Regions from separate parts of the Mus musculus genome. Here region 1 is linked to region 2. The links are chromatin contacts, called in public HiChIP or PLAC-seq maps. All regions are on one chromosome and are shown on one strand. Each heading gives the region's core, a stretch centred on a gene start, on an enhancer-like site or on the middle of the called end of the contact. The rest is flanking DNA. Distances are from core to core; before and after follow the strand shown.

Evidence for each region. HiChIP or PLAC-seq counts read pairs in DNA pulled down with a chosen protein or histone mark.
Region 1: a contact with region 2 is called in a CTCF HiChIP or PLAC-seq map of CD8 T cells, with 9 read pairs. The contact joins the promoter of Cd96 here to the enhancer-like site in region 2. A contact is called at or near these places in 1 of 15 datasets of contacts at CTCF or cohesin (CD8 T cells), 5 of 484 Hi-C or Micro-C datasets (CD4 T cells, the MNK3 cell line, Th17 cells and 2 more) and 5 of 115 datasets of contacts at active chromatin or transcription factors (CD8 T cells, the SCID.adh cell line, effector CD8 T cells and 1 more).

Annotation. Positions count from the first base shown.
Region 1 is chr16:46,118,069-46,121,687 of GRCm38.p6, reverse strand. Cd96 (CD96 antigen) reads left to right here and starts at 1,440. Exons shown (of 15, transcript NM_032465.2): 1 at 1,440-1,656. The coding sequence starts at 1,596.
Region 2 is chr16:46,025,719-46,029,708 of GRCm38.p6, reverse strand. No RefSeq gene overlaps it. Among named protein-coding and RNA genes, the nearest start is that of Gm31198, 5.5 kb to the right of the region's middle. Within about 2 kb of position 2,353, at least 6 of the 459 cell types and tissues checked have an H3K27ac peak or open chromatin away from gene starts, as enhancers often do. A contact at or near this core is called in CD8 T cells and memory CD8 T cells, where this site is marked.

The sequences.
Region 1 (3,619 bases), core at 191-2,690, 93 kb before region 2:
TACAGAGAATGCCTATCCCCCTGCTGAAAGGGCCTTTAGAAAATATTACCAAGACAGAAAAGCTGTGGGGGCCATTCCCACCACCTGGGATAGCCATTCTGGTCTGCAGGCTGTTGCTGCCACCTGCTGCAAGCAGGCAGCCATGGAGGGGCTGTCACTTGGGTCTTGCCACTTCAGAATAACAGATGCATTCAACGTGTGTGGCACAGCCATCTGAGAAGTGTCTTCTCTAAGAGTCTAGATGGATCCCAAGGGAAAATTAGTAAAAATCTGATGGGTTCAGGCCACAGAAATTCCTAGGTATTAGAATCATGAACCATGAATCAAATAAATAGCTAAGACAGATTGGACCAACCGACACCCAAGTGCCTCTAATAAACCACCTTAGCAAAAGGCAGGGATTCTGTGAACAGTGAACCTCTAGTTCTGAAAAATCACACTCTCTCGTCTTAATGAGGCATTCTCCTGCTCTCTTTTTAAAAGTTTCCTCATTTTAATGCAGTAAGAGTCTAAGTACTCCAAGTAAGAATTCAGTAAATTGGGGTTTTTATTGCAGTTTTACAACAGGTGTAGTAAGAGGTGACAAAGTTCCTCTCCAAGTATATAATCTGTCTTCGTCTAATAGGGACACCAAGTCACAGATCAGAGTCTTTCTAACACATCTCCTGGAAGGCTTTATTAAGTCCCATCACTGACTTAACAGAATTCCCAGCTGCGATGAAGAAAGATGCCCTGAGCAGTTACATCACTTCCTGTCCTCCCTTCAAGGATCTGAATTGCTAACCCTCCCTGGAAAAGTCATCAGGACCACCTGACTTAACATACCCACCGACACTCTGTGTAGTTTAGTTCTTTATGGTTTTTGGATTAGCCAGATAAAGCTCTTAGACCTTCATTTAAAACGCCTCCTAGCTGTGACAGTGAGCAATTTCCCCATTTGGTCTCCAAACTGGTAAGGACAAAGGGTAGGAAAGACCCCCTAACTTCTCCCCTCCACAGAAATGTGGATTTACCTACAAGGAACTAGACAATAAATTCAGTTGGATAGCTGACATTACTCCCAGTTATTCTTCAGGGTTTATTAAAATCAAATATGTTAACCATTGTTCTTTCACCCTGGGGCTATTCAGGAAAGAAAATATATCTTATGATTGGACTGAAAAGCTATTACAAGAGGCAGCAAGCTCGTGTTTGCTAAAGGACTTTGTGCTCTTGAAAGGAAATGTATAAAAAGCACAAGGGGACTTCTCTGCACAGTTTCCTTTGTTTCGATTTTAGAAGCAGCTTGACTGACAAAGAAACTGAAGGAGAGAATCTTGGGATATGGAAGCGTCTTTTAAAGGTGAGACAGGCGCAAGGTTTCAGAGAACAGTTTCCACATTGTTCTTGTGAAGGTTATACTTAGCCCTGAACCACACTACTTTCCTGTCTGCATTTCATTTCCTGGGGACTTGCCAAGCGATCAACAGCCCCAACCCTGTGGTAGAGTTGAGGTTTTTGAGCACGAATAGGGTGGCTAGCGTTTGCTTAGCTAGAAACAGCAATCGCCTCCTGTGATCATTACAGAAATGCTGGCGTGAGCTCTTCGGGAGACAATGGGGAGAAAATGGACATATTGTGTTGTTTACACCATCATCCAGATACAGTTTTTCAGGGGTAAGACTTCCGCTCACGCTGGTCTTTTCAGATGGCTGCTTAGGGACCCTTTGCTCCTTTGAAATGCTTCAAGACTGCTGCAGGAGTCGATCACTGAAGGACAAGCTGTTGCTAAGGTTGTCAGTTAGCTGCTTAAGTGGCAGCTACGGGAAAGATGCTAGAGTCGATACAGGATTCCTAATGAGCACAAAACCTAAGGAGGAAACAAACAGCGCCATTGCTCTTGTCTCTCTTTACCATTTCTCCTCTTCAAAGAGTCTTGAATTATGGGAAAATTGTGTGTCTTGGAGAGGAAATGTTCCTGGATCATTATAAAGACAACGGCAGAAAACTAAGACACCCTATAATCATGTCCGTGGTCAGAAAGCCTTGCTCAGCTTTTAATCCTCTCTCAGGCATTTCTTTTCAAATTAACAAACAAGTGTCTCTCCTCCCTAATACTAATGTCATTAGTGGTTGGATTTATGTTAAGCCTAACTCAGTTACATACAAGGAGTACCTTGCAAAGCCAAGGGGAGCCCTTTATGACCATGGGAAATGAAACCTAAAAGGTCCATTTCAAAATGGAAGGAGGAAAGCTTAGTTCTGAACCCCGCAATACAAGATTCGTGCTGAAAACCCGAGCTATGCATGGCAATGAAGATCGCTAGAGTTTCTGAATCAAAGACACGTTGGAACTGGTGATCCAGATAGGCTCGGATGCATGTTATTGAAGGGTCACTCCTGGGGAGTTACATTCAGATGTATAACCTCTGTCTACACAAACTCTGTGCATCCACAAACGTATAATAATTCCTATCCATCAAGTGTCTTTGTTTCTTCTTAGCAGCTTGCTGTCTTTTTATCTATTCCCTTGTGAGCTCTGGGGGACTTGTCCCAGTAATGTATTACTTCTGTGATGGTAAATTTGAAAAGGGCATCTGAAGCATTTCTGAAGACATATCAAAGGCCCAGTGCTGAACAAATTTTGAGTGGTCTGTACCATGCAGTCAGGTTGCCGATGGGAGAAAGAACCTTTCATATCTAGCGTTTCATGAGCTGGTTAGAGATGATACCCTAGGGAACATTTACCTGAGGCACCTGCTCCTTTCTCCTTGGGAGATGTAACTACATGGAGATGAAGGTCCCTTCATCCTCAGAGAGAATGTCAAGTTTCTTATTCTACTCAGCCAGACTGAATGTAGGAAGCAGTTTGGAGTTGCGAAGTTAATGCTAAAGGAAAACTACAGATGTGACTGATTGTGAAGAGAATTCATCTTCTCTTAAGGGAGTCCATCTCTGAATGCTCTACTTCATTTCTCACTGCTTTTCTTTCCTTTTTGATAAGGGAGCCTAATAATATTATCTTATGAAGCATGAAGATTTAAAAGATAGCACGTATAAAAGCCTCTTATAAACACATAATATTTTAAAATAAAAGCCCACTTTATTATAACAGACTTGCAAATAAAGTTTGAAAAGAAAACTATTATACTTAGACTAGTTATTATATATGTAGATGCAGAAAGGTCAACAGTAAGCATGTGTATTAACGACTTCATGCTAAGTTTGCTGGGGCACTTCTGTCTTTAAACAGACTTAAGTTATGAGGCTGAAGAGGGAATTCAGCAATTAAGAGCACTTGCTGCACTTGTAGAGATTGGTTCCAGTGCCCACATCTGGCAATTCATATCCAGCTGTAATTCCAGTTCATGATGGATCTGTGGGCATTTGCATTCATATTCACAAACAGACAGATACTCGTACATATAGGTAAAAACATAATAAAATATCAGTCTTCAAAGATACTTAATTTTATTCACCATCAGTGACCCTCAGTTACTTTTTGGACAGACCAACAAACAGAAATAGGCATGTGTCAACAATTTCTTCTACTTATCTTAAACACACACACACACACACACACACACACACACACACACACAGTGTGCAACCTATAGGGGCACCCCAGGGGAATAACGCA
Region 2 (3,990 bases), core at 1,104-3,603:
TCAAAAGGCAGGCAGAAAAGGGGAGTCTGGGGGTTTAGTCCTTTATAAGCAGCATACTCCCTAAGGAGATAATAGCTACCTTTTAGAGGCCACCTCTCAAAGCTCCTAGGGACTATTCATTTTACACATAAGCCCCTGGAGACATTGAAAATAAAACTACAGCAAGTAAGCAGCTCCTGAGAGAGAGAAAGAGAATCTTATCAACTGAGAAGAAGTAATTTTTATGAGATATTACTAGCTGAAAACAACAAAGTCCAAAGAATATGTTATGTTTTCTTTATATATAATGAAGGAAGAATGAAAAAAATATTTAATATTTTGTTGCATCTATACTTATAATGGTTCAGCTTGTAGTTTTCAACTTTACAATGGTAATTTTTCAGTTTTATGATGATGTGGGAGCAATATATGTTCAGTTGGAATCTTATTTCAAATTTTGAGCTCTTCCTGGAAGAGAAATACTCAATGTGCTGTTTTCTGGTGATACTGGTCAACTCCAGTGAGGTGCAATGACCAGTTACCTGTATTCTCCACCCAGGTAGCAGTGAAGACCCTATACTGTTCTATGGTACCAAGTCACTCTGTTCAATGCATTAGCTGTGTTGAGTGTACTTTGAAATTGTGTTATTCCAACTGATCATAGGTTTATTAAGAGATAAGCTGCTTATGTAGTCATATGTTAGCAGAAGGAAATGAAGGAAAAATAAACCAAGAAAATCATGGGGTTGCTTCTCTGTAAAGATAAAGGAAAGACTGGGTTGAAATGGGAAGGGGATGTCTACACTTCTCAGCATACTTTTATTGGATAGAAATATGTTAATATCTGACCCACTCAAATAATAAAATTAAAAACAGAACAAGGAATGTAAGCAAGAGCATCGAATGAAAATGGAAACAGACTAATCCACTTGCATTTCAGATAAATACCACAATCACAATGAAAGGAAAGAAGGAAGAACTAATCCAAGCATTTAGGCAGTCAATACTTATCACTCATTCTCATTTTGATGTTGGGTAGAGGTGAGAGAGAAACGGGAAAACTGGAAACAAATCTAGAATCCTTTGTAATAAGGTTTATTTTTGTTTGGCTGTGGTTATACCAGCAAAGCAAAATTTTAAACTACTTTGTATATATAATAGAACTGAGTGAATATATAAATATATTGCTGTTGAGAGTTCCCGTTCTGACTCTGGGAGAAGGTACTGATAATCGTGAAATATGAAAAGGAACAACAACAAAAAAAGCCTGTATAGATATAGGAATGGGCTCAACCTAGACCCAGTAAGAACTTACTACTTCCTTAGTAATATGTGTGTGTATGTGTGTGTGCATGGTTATGTGTATGAGTACATGCATAGTTGAAGATTCATAGTTGCTCTTCTCAAATAACATACCTTGAGGCCCATCTTGAGGTTCATCTGTATCTTATGCTGCTGTTGTACATCTTAGCCAAATCTCGTGTGTGTGTGTGTGTGTGTGTGTGTGTGTGTGTGTGTGCATGGGTGTAGCTGTGTATATGAAGAGAGACTAACTCATGCGATCCTGTCCTCTCCTATTTCACGTCAGTCCCAGAGATCAAATAGGTCAGAAGGTCTGGTGACAAGCATGTTTTTCTGCTGAGCTACATCAGCAACCTCTAACATAATTTTATACTGAAAAGAATATGTCATAGAATTTCTCATAGAAATACCTAGTCAAAAATAACTAGGCATAAATAGGTCTAGAATGTCCATTTGGAATGATATCAGACAATAACATAGTCCAAAAGTATTTCAAAACAATGAAGGAAGCAGCCTGAAGGGAATCCACAAGACAGCCCTATGATAATTTGAATGCCAGTATAATTAAGCATAATAATGGTTTCAAAACCATTGGGTAAAAACAAGGATTCATAAATCTCTTGCCAGTCAGCTGATTGGGGCATGTTGCACTATTTCATTGGAAATTGTGTATGGCTGAAGGGCAGCTTCCTCAGGTTTGGGAGTCACTCAGGCCACTGAGTAACAAGGGCTCATGGACCAAAGTAACAACAGGCTTAGAGTTTGAAGTCTCTGAGTTCTGAAAACCAGTGACAATTGATGGTACTTAGTTCCTTAAGAAGGATCCAGTTCCTTTCAGACCTGCCACACAAATTATTGCCAAAAACAGGCACAGACATATATGGCAGGTAAGCAAGTGAGATCACAGTAGACTACTGAAAGTAGCCTGGGAAGTGTGAGGGGTGTCCTAGAATTGGAAGGTTATCATTTTGTAGTCATCACAATAACTGAAGCACTCTAGAATCATTCAAAAATGCTAAACCAAGGAGGAAGTCTGAGTGAAGAACAGGATATTTGTATGGTTTCTGTCTTCCTGTAGATGCTCATTATGGGCAGCAGAAGAAAAAGAAGCAGTAGAGACATCAAACACCTACCTGACCATGGTATGTCTCCACCAAAGGACACAGAAATACTGTGCCCCCCCCCCACCTGTCTGTCTAGGAGGCACACATCTCCCATGCAGTCTTAGGACAGAGAAGGAAAACACTAACTCCAGCCACAAAGTAACACCCCATTAAGACATGAGAAACAACCAGGTAAGAGGGAAAAGGTGCTTTGGTTTTGTCTTTGAGATGGCCCAATGTCCGACTGAAATAGACAAAGAGAGTGAGGGTTTATTTAGCTCACAGGTTCACAGGTCTGCATCCATCACTCTTGGCTACAGTGAGCCCATGACACAGGAGGCAAAACATCATGGCAAATGGGTAAAATTTGGCAGTGACTTTTCATTTCACGGCAGACAGAAAGATTAACAGTGTGGACCAAGCCTAATACTAGGAATTCCCAAGCACCCACCTCCTCCAGCCAGTCCTCAGTTCCTAGAGTTTTAGAACATCCCATGATAGCACTACTAGCTAGACACCTAAGCTTGGATACAGGAGTCTGCAGAAGACATTACTTATTCAAATCAGAATAGAGGAGGGTTATATTTTTCAAAAGTGTCACTATCTAAAAGACAAAAAAAATCTTCTAAAAATATTTTAGATAGGGAGAGAGAGAGAGAGAGAGAGAGAGAGAGAGAGAGAGAGAGAGAGAGAGAGAGAGAGAGATTGCAAGACTGGGTCTTCTGCTAAAAAGGGAGAAATACTATGAAGAGCAGTGTTAGAGCAGCTGAGAACAATACAGTGTGGGCTGAAGACCTGCAAGACTTGCACTACCAACTTGACTGTTGCTATGCTAAGAGGGCGTTACTACTTGTAGGAAATATGTATTGAAATATTGAATGTCAAAGGCATATGCATATACACAAATCATCGCATGGGTGCCTTTGCATGGTCTGCTTAAACATATACAAATACACACATCCACAGCAGAGAAGGAAGCAAATGATGTGAGGGGAACAAACTATTTAAAGAAAAACAGTCTAACCTGGGACTAGGAAAACATTGCCTTACTTATACTTATTTATTTCAGTCCTGTTCTAAGTTTGAAACTATTTTCAAATACAAATTTGTTTTGTTTTGTTTTCGTTCCAAGAGAGGGAACTCAATATGCTACCCAGGGTAGCCACAGAAAGTATAATCCTCCTGTCCCTAGCTCCCAAGTCCTGATAGGAAGTTTGAATAAAAAGTGCCTAAGCAAGGACCTAAGAGAAGATGTTTGCTGATTCACAAATAGCCTATTTCTCCAACATCAAGAGTCAGGCATGAAGGCCTGTTTCTTTGGGCTGAGCCTTCTGAGGGAGCATTCCCTGGTCTCTGAGCATGGCTTCATCAGAAAGTTCAGAAGGACATGAAGGAGGCTTTATCTGGCAAGCTCATCCTTTTCCTTTCATTTCTGAGTCTTGTTCTGCCCTCGGCACTGGCTGGGATCCACCAAAACTTCAATCATTTTTTTTCTTTATTTCTTAAGGAAATGAATACTGTTCTTTGATTTTCCTAAAACTCCAGGACAGACTTAGCCTCTCCCCCACTAAACTATTTCATATCAAAAGAAGCTAAGCTGTGTCTG